Linked DNA regions of Mus musculus: region 2 is linked to region 1. A link is a contact called in public promoter capture Hi-C data. All regions are on one chromosome and are shown on one strand. Each heading gives the region's core, a stretch centred on a gene start, on an enhancer-like site or on the middle of the called end of the contact. The rest is flanking DNA. Distances are from core to core; before and after follow the strand shown.

Region 1 (6,996 bases), core at 2,434-4,933:
TAGGGTGGAAATGAGCAATCTTCTATTTTATAGCCTCAGTTCAGATAATTTCTTACCAAATTAAAAAAAAAAAAGTCTATGTCATTAAGTGTAAGAGGAAAGGGAGCTAGAACTTACTAAGTCCTTCCCTACATATGCCCATGCCTTCCACTTAATACGCCTTCTTACTACTTCCTGGGAATCAATTAGAAAGTGATCACCATCCTCATTATACAGCGAGGGGCACAGTGAATGAACTGGACCAGGGGGCCACCATTTTAACTGTGGAGCCAGATATTCCTGGTTCTAAAGACTGTGTTCTTTCTTCTCTTCCAGTATTCCTTCGCAAGCTAATGTGGGTAGCTATAATAAAAGGAAATATTTTGAAGGCAGGCATGGCAGCGTACACCTGCGGCCCCAAAGCTTGAGAGGCTGAGGAAGAAGTATTAAAATGAGTTTGTTGTTTAAGATCAGCCTCAGCAATACGGCAAGACATCCACCAAATAACTAAACACACAGCCCGGCACAGTGGCACGTGCCTATTATCCTAGCTACGGGGAGGGTGAGGCAGAAGAACTGAGTGAGGGAGTGTGGGGCCAGTCACGCTATGTAGCTTTTGGCTCAAAAAACTAAAACGGGTCCTGGAGAGATAAATGGCTCACGATTAAGAGTACTTGCTGCTCTAGCAGAAGACCCAGATTTATTTCCTGGCACTTACAGGTAGCTCACAACCAACTATAGCTCCAATTCCGAGGGATCAGATACTTCTTCTGGCCTTCTTGGGCACCAGAAATGTATATGTTGCCAATACATACATATAGGCAAAACACTCATACACATAGATAACAAAACATCTAAATATATACTCAATAAAATAAAATTTCTGTACCTGGTATTCATCTGGAATTACAGGCTGAAGGAACTACAGGCTCTATATTTGGTGAGTGATTTAGTCAATTTGTAATCCTCAGTACCTTACAGAAATAAAGAAATATTGTTAAGCATAGAAGAACATTGTGTAGCAAATGAGGACCATTCTTAACCATATAGTAACAAAATAATTGGCAAAATTAAGTTGCTTATATGAAAAGTAGCAGATTAGTAAGATTAAATGCATGTAAATCACAGGATGGAGCATTCTTGCCTACTTTATGTAAGGCCCTATATTCAATGTACAATACAGAGAAAAATAAACGAGTCGATGTTAACAGATTTTGATTGCTTTTATACTCCAGAGTCATTCAGCCTATAAAGTAACCTCAATATTTAATTTAGCAACAAATACACCTATTCATTTAGGAAGCACATTTGTTTCCCCAAATCTCTTCCTTCCGTTCATTTTTTTTTAAACACAAGGTTTTGTGGCACAGAACTTTAATCCCAGCACTTGGCAGAGGCAGGTAGAGGCAGGTAGATGGACCTCTAGGTTTGAGGCCAGCCTGGTCTACATAGTGATTTCTGTCAGGGTTATACATTTTGTTCATTAGTACTGAACGAACCTATCCAGTTGGAAATTAGACATATGGACTTGAAACTAAAAAGAGGTGGAAACTACAGGTGTACAAAACACTAGTGAGAATATCCAGTTAAGTGTGACTATATCCAAACCCAAAACAAGTCGGTTTGTGGGGACAGAGATCTTCCTGTTCATTGTCACAAGAGCCAGTCTGTTGATGCATATGTTCATTTTAGTTGTTTATAAAAATGTATCATGAAGTTTCCTGTTTGGGCTTTCTGGGGATCATGTGTTCCTCACCCCCCTTCAAGTGCTGGGATACAGGTGCACACTACCAAGCCCAGCCAGCACATATGTACTTTTTAAGTCTTAATTTTTTTTAATCTTCTACGCATTGTTTCGGTTTCAGAAAAAAAAATCTTGTCTGAGGTAGACAAAGAGGCTTAGTAGTTGCTGTCGCAAGGCTAATGATTCAGTTCTCAGAATTCGAGGTGGAAACAAAGAACAGACTCTGGAACGTTGTCCTTTGATCTCCACATGCACACAGTGGGACAGACTTCTGCTCTCACATGCACATATCACATACATAGCACAACAGCAATGCTAACAATAGATAACAATCTTAGGGCCTTACGTAAGATGGCTCAGAGGCTAAAAGTGCTTGCTGTCAAAACTAACAGCCTGAGTTTGATCGATTCCGAGGACCTACTGGCAGAAGGAGCCGACTCCTGAAAGTCATCCTCAGACCTCCACATGCACACTGCAGCATACATGTGCACATGCACACACATGAACACACAATAAATACATTTTAAACACTAATGAAAAATTTAAAAAATGAATCATCTGACTCAAGATAGAGGATTACTAACAAAGGTGTAAGTCATTTAGAAGAGACCTTTTCTATATAGTCTAAGGCTAAAAATATTGGGAGAGCAAAGTTCTACTGGATATAACCTTTAAGGATCAATTAAAACTTATCCCAGAGATATGAAACTTCTTGAAATACAGGCTTGTTTTTCTTGTTTGTTTGTTTGCTTGTTTTAAAAGAAGCCTTTCTTTAGCAGTTGACTGCCATGGTATCAGTAATCACACTGATAACTCTACCCCCACAAAGTATAAGTTTTCCTCACCAACAGGAATGACTTAAGTGCCTGTCTCTCCTTTCATGCATTAGGTCTTTCTCATCTGAAAGCCACCAAATGAGATTTGATAACTAGCTCATCTTGATAGTATTACTTATAAAGCTAATGGAGCCAAAGCTGTACAAACCTGTACCTAACAAAAATAGTCTGCTCAGGGAATGTCTTCATTGTGCAGCAAATGAGGACCATCAAGTCACCCTCACCTCTTCTCCCTCTTACCCATAGAAAGTTCTTTCTGGCCTCCCACCTTAGCTGTCCTCCTCAGCCCAGCCAGATTTACTGACAAGTCCCTCCAGTGCAGACACAAATGGGTTTATGTACAAGTTTTTCCCCTGACTAGAAAGTCAATAGCTTTTCTTCATATATAAAATAAAAACCCTTCATATTAAGGTCCTACCCAATTACTGCAACCATAACCCCGGTCACTCATCCTCCAGTCCTAACTCGACTATCAGCAGTCGATAGGACTACACAGGCTGTCCTCCCCTTCCTTTGGAATTTCCTACTAAATCCTATCATCCAACCCCCAACACGAATGTGCAATCTCTCAGGGTGACATCACTGTCTTTGTGTTCAGACACTGTACGTCCACGCCTCACTTTTGACATAGGTCTACTTCCTGTAGACCACGGACTATAAACACGTAATAGATTCCTTACACAGTCTGGGTCAGATAGAAAGAATGCAAAAAAGCAAGGATCAGGGTTTCAGTCTCCAAGAAATTTCTACAGTGAAGTCAATCTGAGGCACGTCACAATGTAAACTTCTTTCCCATTTTTTAGCAGTGAGGTCCGCCTTCTTTCTCCCCTGGCGGCCCTGTGGTCATCGGTTCCACCGCGCTAACTCCGACCTTACAGGCCGCTTGTTACTCACCGTGCTTCCCGGGCCCGTAGGGCGCCTCGGGGAATCAGGAGCTCAAAGATCCACCGTCGCTGTTGTCACGGCCGCCGCCAAGCTAGGGTTTGGTTGTTGGGCCCGTTTGTTGGGCACGCAGAGTCAGGATCCAGGTAGCGTCTCAGATGACTGCGGCCCCGCCTCTGGGACGTTGGGGTCGCGGGAACCGAGGCGGCAAGCGCTCGCTGGAGGGAACCAAAGGGCGCGCCGCGCCTGCTGATTGGCCAGAAGCCCGGCCAGTCCCGCTGCAGGGGCGGTACCACGGTCGTCACGCAACGTCTCAACTGCAGACTGCTGTGACGACCAATCGGAGCCCAGCCTGGGATTAGCGCTCGCCCTATCCCAAGGTTCTTTAAAGAACCGAGGGCGCCATCGCAGCTCTGTGTCACTACTCAGAGGATTTAAACCTTCATTTGGTCAACGGTTAAGTTCCGGTTTGGCTGGCATTGGCCAAACGCATGCGCAGTTAAAAAAAGAAATCCCGGCTGGTTTGCTGGAAGTGCTTCCTGCACAGATTGTGGTCTGACTGCTGGGATCCACTTAGCCAAGCTTGGTTCTCCCCTGTAATTCCTGCGCTCTTCCGAGGCAGGTGCTGAGACAGGAGGCTCGCCACGAGTTAGAGACAAGCTGGAATTATTTAGAGACCCTGTCTCAAAAGACTAGAGTCGAGTGTGGTGGTGCGCCGCCTTAGTCCCAGCTTTGAAGAGGTGGGTGGAGGCAGAGAGGTCTTCTAAGCTACGAAGCAAATCAAAGACCAACTTGGTCTGCATGAGACCCTGTCTCAGGAGAAAAAAAGTTTTCAAGCCCTTAGATGATCAGAGATAGAGGAGGTTAAATTTGCTTTAAGTTGTTTCTAAAATATGATCGATCTTACCAATTTTGGGAAATTCCTTCTCGTTGAACAGAAAATACTGGTGGCTATTTATACTTATTTCCAGTGCTGATATTGGGGACAGTTGTGGTGTGTGATTTATGTGTGCGTGCTGCCAGAGGTCCATGTTGGAGATCTTTGAGATGATCAGGCATTCGTTGTAATTAAAACAAAACAAGAAAAGACTTAAATTAAAAAGGAAGCACGTCTATAGTGTTAGGGGAAGGTAGCAAACGTGTTCTTAGGATTAGTTCATGTTACATTAAACTTTGTGTATTTTTTAAAAGGCAGGTAAAAATCTAAATACATAAAAGACTTTAAATTAATAATGTATCAATGTTGGGTTAATAGAAACAAATGTACATACTTATATAAGATGTTAAAAAAAAAAAGAGGAAAGTGCGTGGGAGGTGTGCTTCATTTATTTTCTGTATATCTGAGACTGTTCTGGGAGGCTAGTATGCAGCTAAGTAGTAGTGTAGGACCCCAGCATGTGCAGGGTCCTGGGTTGAGTGACTAGCACCACACACTAAGTAAATACTTTTAACAGGTAAAATCTGGGGCTGTAGAGATAGCTCAGTGGTTAAGAGCACTTGCTGATCTTGCAGATCATCTTGGTTGCCGGCATCCTGGTTAGATAGATCACAGTTGTCTTCTGGCCTCCTTGGGCACACCCATCCCTGGCTGCCACACATGCATAGCCCATAAATAAATCTTAAAAGGTTATGAAACCCAGTGCTTGTGGTAGTGCACACCGTTAATCCCACCACTGTGAGTTCAAGGCCACCGTGGTCTACAGAGCTAGTTCCAGGACAGCCAAGGCTGTCTTGGAGATCCCTGTCTTAGAAAAAAAAAAAAAAATCAGGAAAAACAAGAGGAAACATCGGAGAAGCTGAAGCATCATGAGAACTCAAGTGTCAGCAAATGGTGAATTAAACATTTTATTGGCACTGGACTTCTAAGCAGGATGTATATGTAATGTTATGCATAAATACTTGTGTGTTTTGAGACAGGGTCTCATACAGTCCATGTTGATCTTGAACTATGGAAGTAAGGATGACCCAGATCTTTCTACCTATGCCCTTCAAGTGTTGGGATTATAGGGGTGGGCCCCACACCTGGTTTATGCCATTCTGAGGCTTGAACCCATAACTATTGTGCATGTTGTATAAGAATCCTGCTAGCCAAAAAACAAAACAAAAAAAAACTACTAAAAAAAAAAAAAAACTGGGTGTGGTGGCGCACACCTTTAATCCCAGCACTCGGGAGGCAGATTTCTGAGTTCGAGGCCAGGCTGGTCTATAGAGTGACTTCCAGGACATCCAGGGCTATACAGAGAAACTCTGTCTTGAAAAAAACCAAAAAAAAAAAAAAAAAAAAAAAAAATCTTGCTAGCTAAGCTACATCCCCTGCTCTGGTGCATAATTACTTTATATCAAAATGGAAAATGGTTGCCCTTGGCAAACAAGATGACTGCCCTGAAGACAACCCGGGTGTTCTTTTTAGTTAGTTTTCTTTGCAGTATTGTGATTGGCATGTTAAGGAAGTAAGTGCTCTGAGCTACATCCTCTGCCCCCAAACTCCTCCTTTTTTTTTTTTTAAAGAAGTATTTATTTTATGTATACATGTACACTGTAGCTGTCTTCGGACACACCAGAAGAGGGCATAGGGTTCCATTTCAGATGGTTGTGAGCCATCATGTGGTTGCTGGTAATTGAATTCAGGACCTCTCCAAGAGCATTCTTAACTGCTGAGCCATCTCTCCAGCCCATTTTTTCTTCAGAGTCAAGGTCTTAGTAAAGTCCTTAGGTTGGCCAGGAACTTGCAGTCTCCTGAGTACAGAGGCTCCTTAGTAGAGAGGCTCCCAGGCTCCTGAGTAGAGTGGGTTACAGGATATTCCATCATGCCCAAATGGCCCACCTGTAGATTCTTTACTGCCACTGCACAACACTTCACAGTTTTTCTCCAGCACGACTGCACCCGAGAACCTTCACTATTTCTGGGGGATACCATTTAAGATGAGCCTCAGAGAACACCAGAGGACCTGGCTCACCTAGGTCATATGGATAGGCATTTCTCCTATGGCTCAGCAGAAAGCTTATTTTGGTGCAAAACGAGGCCTGTGACTGATGGGACTAGAAATACTGCTGTGACTGGTGCAAATACAATTCTTCATTTGCATGCCACATCTACATAGTCCTCCTTGCTATAAAACCAGGCTATTACCTCACTTTTTTAAGCTGGCAGGAAGTACTCTTCTGTGCTGCCCCCTAGTGTTGCAACATGAGACCCAATAAAAGGCTTCTGAAAAATGAAAATTTTAATGGCTTTATTTTAAAATTGGAAAGACGATTTATTTTTAAGAAAGCTTGTATTTCCGGGTATCTTTAAATATTTTCTTTGAGTAATGTTAAATGCAACCAGCCCAATGGTGCCATTTAGTCTCCTGAAATTCATTTTCCTTATCTACATATTGTACACTGTTATGAATGAGAGTGTGTCAGTTTATTAAAAGGCAGTCAAATATTGCTGCACTAGGTATTCTAAAGTTAACATTACTAATAAAGGAACACCATGATCCCATATTTGAAGAGATTAGGGGAACTGATTTGTTAAGTCACAAAAGGCTAAAGATTATACTTTATTTCATT
Region 2 (6,996 bases), core at 2,376-4,875, about 33 Mb before region 1:
CCTGGATTGGAAGTTTATATCACTGGGTGTGGTGGTGCACATCTGTAATCCCAGCCTTGGGAGGCAGAGGTGGGAGAATGGAAAGTTTCAAAAAAAAAAAAAATCAATAATGGATTAAACGGAAGCATAGAAGTTGATGAATTCTGGAAGCGGTGCTGTGGTGGAGAATATCACATGGCCAGGCAGAGGGTGCACGTTACCTCAGATTTCTCTTCCACTGAGGCCACCGTGGAGGTCCACTCTCCTGATCTCATCTAGTCCTGATTACTTCCCAGAAGTCATTGCCTTTAATGGGTCTTTCCACAAGTGAACATGGATGGTGTCTTAGGTTTCTGAGTGTTTGGGAAAAAAAAAAACAAAACCCTCTCTAAAAGCAACTTGGAGAGGAAAGGGTTTATTTCAAGTTACAAATTTTAAGTCACACTGAGGGAAATCAGGACGGGAACTAAGGCAGAGGCTATGATGCTAACTGGCTTACTCTGCATTATTTGCTTATCATGCTCTCTCTATCTTTCTCTCTCTCTCTCTCTCTCTCTCTCTCTCTCTCTCTCTCTCTCTCTCTCTCTCTCTCTCACACACACACACACACACACACACACACACACACACACACACACACACTTTTTTTTTTTTTTTTGGTTTTTCGAGACAGGGTTTCTCTGTGTAGCCCTGGCTGTCCTGGAACTCATTTTGTAGACCAGGCTGGCCTCGAACTCAGAAATCTGCCTGCCTCTGCCTCCCGAGTGCGTGCACCACCACCACCTGGCACACACACATTTTTTAATCTTATTTTTTTGGAGACAAGTTTTCTTTGTGTAACAGCCCTGTCTGTCTTGGAACTCACTCTGTAAACCAGGATGTGACCTTGAAATCAGAAGAGATCCACCTGCCTCTGCCTCCTGAGTGCTTGGATTAAAGGCATGAGCAACCATGCCTGGTTTGTCATCCTGCTTTCTTATACAACCTAGGGCCACCTGCCTGACCACAGTAGTGCCTACAGTCAACTGGGTCCTTCCACATCAATTCACCATTCAAGAAAACACTTCACAAGCTTGCCTACAGACCGATCTTATGGAGGTATTTTCTCTACAGATTTACCCTATTCAGATGAGTCTATCTTGTGTCAAGTAGACAAACAACCCCAAAACTGACCAGCACAGATATCAAACACATTCAGACCATAGAAGTAGGTGAAAGGAGTTAGTACTCCAGTTGGAAACAACCAGTCATTCAGGAATTGTGTACATTGAGGCTGGTGAGTCGGCTCATCCGGCAGTCACCTGAACAAACCTGATGCCCTGAGTTTGATTCCCAGAACTGCCATGTAAAGGGTAGAAAGAACTGACTCCACACATGTACCCCCTACATACATCATTCGCGAGTGTGCACGCACACACTAATAATAAAAATTAAAAACAATGTATGCCTTGTAGAGGATTCTTGAGTTTTGTTCATTTGTGGCAAAGTTTCCTGTGTAATCCAGGCTGGCCTCTCACCTGTGATCCTCCTGCCTCAACCCCTGAGTACTGGGATGACTGACATGAACCGTCATGTCCTGTCCAGGGTTGTTTCTAATAGTGACCATTTTCTGGTATGTGCAATTCATATACACAGTGGAAAAGTCGATCAAAACAGGAATAACTGACATAAGAAAAGCCCCCTGCAGTTGAACCCCAGTACTCGCTAGACCCATTTCTAGTGGCAGTCTGCAGTACTGGAGGAACCTTGCCATTGAGGGGTTAAAGGAAGAGCCTCACAGTTTGGAGTTCTGGTTTAGGCAAGCCCAAGTGGAATGTAAGATTAGAAGCCTGGGAATGGGCTCAGAAGTTCCCTCTTCTGTCCAGGTTGGGATGGGAGCCTAGGCCAAAGCTTTCAGGGAGGCTACAGCAGAGGCAGAATGGACAGGAGAGAGTTTGGGAAAGCTCCTCCAAGCCTCTGGCTTGAGTAAGATTCTGCCAAAGGGAAAGGAAACAGTCTTCAGTTTTGTACTCAAAGAATTCCCTGGGGAGGCTGGAGATGATGGAGGAGGAGATACTTAGCGCACACTATACCCCAAGGCAAGTGCTGGGTGTGTCTCTCCAGTTCAGAGTCAGATGTTCCAGACAAGAAGCTGCCCTATGGGCAGTGACTACAGGCCAGCTCCCATGACTCACCTCTCTGGAGACTCGTAACCGGCGTGCTGATTTACCTCTGAGGCTGTTTGTGGCATGACTGTACCCTGGCTATAGGGCAGTGCCAATCGGTAGAAAGCATAACATGGCAGCTAGGTGTGTCAGTGAGATGACTACAGTCCTAGCCCTTGGGAGGCAGAGTAAAAAGATCATCAATTCAAGGCTGGTTTGGGCTACATAGTGGGAAGCCTGCCCCCAAACAAACAAAAGCAAGGTCGCATGGGCCACAGACACAGTTAAAATATTCAGCTAGCCATATTATCTGCTTTTAAATACTTGGCTTGTTGTTTTTATTTAATGTGTATGGGATGCTGCCTGCATGTATGGAAGTGTATCAGAAGTGTGCCTGGTTCCCCCTGGAAGACAGAGAGGACACTGGATCCCCTGAATTGTAGTTACCGATGTGAGCTAACATGTAGGTGTTGGGTCCTCTGTAAAAGCCATCTCTCTAGGCCCCAACCATATTCATTTATCGTGTGTGGTTGATGTACACGTGCCCTGGCTCTTGTACGGAGGTTAGAGGACAACATTTTATGAGCAGGTTCTTTCCTTCCACCGTGTGGGTTCCTGGAGATGGAACTCAAGCTGTCAGGCTTGGTAGCAGCCATTTATACCTACTGAGCCTTTTTTGTGACCGCCACTATTAGCTCTACTTTTAGAAGTAAGAAGAAACGGGGTGGGGGGGGCGATTTAATTAAGATAATGTATTTCATTTAGCCCAGTTTATCCAAAGCTATAACAACACATCAATATAAAATTACTAATAAGGTAGTTTGCATTTCTTTTTATATTAAACATTGGGGCATTTCTCAGTTTGTAGCAGCTGCATTTCAGGGTCTCAGTAGCTACAAGTGGCTGGTGGGTGTTACTACAGAGCCCAGGCTTGGAGCCCTCCCAGCTTGGGGTCCAATGCAGTATCCCAGTTCTTGGAACAAAATGAGGGGCCAGTGAATGGCATGTGAGGTTGGATAATCATGTCCTGAATGTCCTGGGACTGAGTGAAAATTAAAAACTGCATGTTAGATAGCCAGTGCAATGACTGTCACCTAGTAGCTGCCTGATGCGTTGTGGCTGCTGTTTAGTTGCCTCAAAGGCAACTGAAGGACAATTACTTCACCCTAACGGTCTGTTTGTTCCCTTTGAAGACACTCGGATTATGAAATGCGAGTCTGGATTTCAAAACTGACAGGTGTTATACAGGGTCAAATTCTGGAGCAGCAACAACAAAAAAGGCGCAACAACAAAAAAGGCGCACGCAAACCTCTAATCGGTACCCTTGTCGTGTCCTGCCCGCTCCCCTCCCCGCCGTCCACCCTCTCCCCTCCCCCAACCCCCGTCCCGTTCTCCCACCCCTCCAACCCCTGCTTGACAGCTCGAGGCTCCGCCCTACCCCACCCTGACGGACGCTGATCCAAACTACAACTCCCATGACGCGCTGGGAGCCCCACCCTACAGCTTACGTCATCTGCACGAGACACGGGACGGTTACCAGGCACGCGGGGGCTCCTTTTGGAGCGCGGAGTTCCTAGACACTGTGGTATAGGAGTGGTAAGGTTGAGGTGACAGCGTTCAGAGGCCATCGGCTCGTCCGGGCTGCAGCGGGGCGAGTGACGAGCGCAGCCCCCTCCCCTCCCGCTTCTCTCGGTGTGGCGCCGGCTAGTGACGTGTTGGGTGTGATGGCCGCCGCGAGGCCGGGAAGGTGAAGGTGAGAGGGCGAGCGCGCCGGGGTGGTGGAACCGGCAGGCCCGGGCCGGGAGAGTCCTGAGCCACCCGGCTTAGGACGCTGGGCCTCTGGGGCCTCTGGGCCTCGGGCTCAGGCTCGGGTCACACGGGCGTTTCCCCTGCTGCGGCCTCGCCGTCAAGCCCTGCTCGGCTCTGAGGAGGGGGCGGGCCACCGGACTGAAGGCTGGGAGGTGGGCTCCTCCTCGCAGCTCCCCACACCCTGATGTCTCAGCCCTGTGATCTCCATTCAAGGTCCCTGACCCATTCCCGGTTTTCATCCAGTACTTTTCTTTTTTTGCCAGCATTTTTTTTTTTTCAGCACCCGGTTCACTGTACCCCACTTACGGTGGAAGTCTTTTTACTTATATGCCTTTTCATTGCACCGTTAAGACTCTGAGGGTTGGAGCTATTCTTAATCCGTCCCTGACCCTAGCACCTAACACATTGAAAGGCCACAGTGAATACTGAAAAAGATAGCTGTTTGGAAGGAGAAAGGCAACACTACTGGCCTCCATCTCTTGTAGTACTTTTCTATCCTGTTTTCTAGCTTTGCCAATCATCTCTCCCTTCGTCAGAAAAGGACTCTTGATTGTCCCCTTTTTGTCTTAGGTAGGAAAACACAAGTGAGCTTTGGAGTCACAGCTAGTGTAGTTTGGTGTCTAGCTTGGCTGCTTGGCTCTATACATCTTCCTAGTACTGTAGAGACCAAGTTTGCTCCATAGACTTGAGAATGGAAGGAGAGACTTTACAGTAGCAGGGATACTCTGGCCTTTGTCAGGTCTATTTTTCTTCCTCTCCTCTCCACTCCCCTTCCACTTCTAGTTGGCAGTTCCCCAGTCCTGAAGGCCAGGCCTTGGCCTGATTCAGCTCCCTTCTCTCTCTGGCTGTGTCTTAGCGAGGACCTCTTTGGTGCCTTGCATTAGCACATGGCTTAATATATTAGCACACGGCTAATGTGTTTGTCTCATTGTCATTGTTATTGTCTCCTCCCCCTCCACACACACACTTCCTCACCTGCTTCCTCAACACCGCAATGAGTAAGCTTCCCTCAGGGATGAGTTAGTTTGGCTTTAACACCTGATTAAACATATTTTGCATTTTCTTTCCTGGTGGCCCAGTGACCTCTGCCTTTTTCCTTTCCAGAAGCTTGGACAGGTGGAGTCAACACCATCAGGGGCCAACCTGGACCTGAATCAGCACAGAGGAGACCTCGAGTCCTTTTCATCTTTCTGACTCCAGCCATGTCCACGATGCCCAACCTGTGAAGGTCTCTTACCAGCTAGAAAGTAAGTGAGAGCTGTGGTTTGGCCACCATGGATCTAGATGAAGAGCAAAAGGGTGTGTTCTGCTGGCTCTCGGCTGGCGAGTCTCTCGGAGTGGATCCTGGAGCACAGAGCTCGTGGCTTCCAACTTGTGTCGGAAGGAGCTGCTGTATCTCCTTTCTGCTTCCACGGGGATTTCACTGGTTGACAGTTCAAAGCATGGCCAGGATCTGTCCCTCTCCTCCTTGTTTGTTTGTCCCTGTGCTGGCTCCTTTCCGTCTCTGCTTGGCAGGGGTTGGATTCTTATCATGGCTCCAAGAGTCTGCTGTGCCCTTTACCCTCTGTACTCTTTCGTTTCAATTTCTCAGCTTCTCCTCTGTTCCAGTTGTACAACAGACGATCTCTGGACCCGTTTTGTTTTCTCTGCTAGGAGTTGCTGCATATAAACTGGGTAAGGAGGTGGTGTGGATTCAGGGAGCCACACCTGAGATCCAGGCACCTTGCACTGATTTTTGCTACTGCTGTGCAAACACCTAATACTCCTCCACTAATAGCCTGGGTCAACGCAAAGCTCCTGATGGGCTTCGAGGGCTGTACTGGGTCTTTGTTCAGGGTTGTGTTTGTTTCTGATCTTAAGTTTATAATGCTGTTATGGTGTTCCTGCAACTTCCCTAAACTGCGACCCTTAGAATTTTATCTCTTTATTTTTTGGCTTTTTCAGACAGGGTTTCTCTATATCCCTGGCTGTCTTGGAACTCACTGGGTTGAACTCAGAGATTTGATTGCTTCTGCCTCTCACGCACTGGGATTAAAGGCATGCACCGCCACTGCTGGGCTGATCCTTAGAATTTTAAAGCCTGTTAGAAGTCTCTTCTCAGTCCTTGTTCCCTCTCTTTTGAGACAGGCAGGGTCACATGAAACCCCTGCTGGCCTTGAACTCCCTGGTTAACTGAGGATGGCCTTAAGCTCTGTTTTCTTGTTTTTTGTTTTTTTTTCCAGATTTATTTTGTGTGTGCGTGCGTGCGTGCGTGTGTCACAGTGCACATGTGGAGGTCACACAACTTGTGGGAATTTGTTCTCTCTACCATGTGGTTTCAGAGAACTGGATTTAGGTTGTTGGATGTGGTAGCAGCAACCCAGCCTTGAACTAGTGACTCTCCTGCCTCCATCTCCTAAGTGCTAGGAATACAGTAGTGCCCCATCAGGCCCACCTAAGAAGTGTCCTCATTGAACAACTAGCTGGATGCAGAGCAGTTGCAGTGACACTATGTTTAAGTCTTCCTTTCTTCCCAGGTCTCTGCCACAGTCGTGTGCACAGAAGTGATTTTTTATATAGTATTTTGCATACTGATGTCCACAGGAACTTTTTTCGCATGGACCATTGGGTACAGCTAGAGTTCTAGGGATTACTCTTTGGGAAATGCTGCTTGGTGGCGCACGCCTTTAATCCCAGCACTCGGGAGGCAGAGGCAGGCGGATTTCTGAGTTCGAGGCCAGCCTGGTCTACAAAGTGAGTTGCAGGACAGCCAGGGCTATACAGAGAAATCCTGTCTCAAAAAACAAACAAACAAACAAAAAACTGGGAGCACTTTGAGGGTGTCAAAAAAACCCCCTCAGAATATGCCATTTATTGTAACTAACTGATATTGGAGCTGGGCCCTCTGATTAGGGCTTTCCAGAAGAGGAGCAGGAAGTCAGCCTCCTCCCACCACCCTGTGGGGAAGAGAACTGGCAGGCAAAACCCCAGATAGTAAGGGCTCTTTGGGGGCTTTTTTTTTTTTTAAAGATTTATTTATTTATTATATGTAAGTACACTGTAGCTGTCCTCAGACACTCCAGAA

The links. Promoter capture Hi-C pulls out the DNA fragments that hold promoters and counts their contacts.
Region 2: a contact with region 1 is called in a promoter capture Hi-C map of pre-B cells. The contact joins the promoter of Mfn2 here to the promoter of Stil in region 1. A contact is called at or near these places in 3 of 39 promoter capture datasets (cranial neural crest, pre-B cells and second pharyngeal arch cranial neural crest).

What each region holds. Positions count from the first base shown.
Region 1 is chr4:114,996,805-115,003,800 of GRCm38.p6, reverse strand. It overlaps Stil (Scl/Tal1 interrupting locus), which reads right to left and starts at 3,683. Exons shown (of 17, transcript NM_009185.3): 1 at 3,454-3,683; 2 at 869-953. The coding sequence starts at 879.
Region 2 is chr4:147,901,538-147,908,533 of GRCm38.p6, reverse strand. Mfn2 (mitofusin 2) reads left to right here and starts at 3,625. Exons shown (of 19, transcript NM_133201.3): 1 at 3,625-3,876; 2 at 5,037-5,179.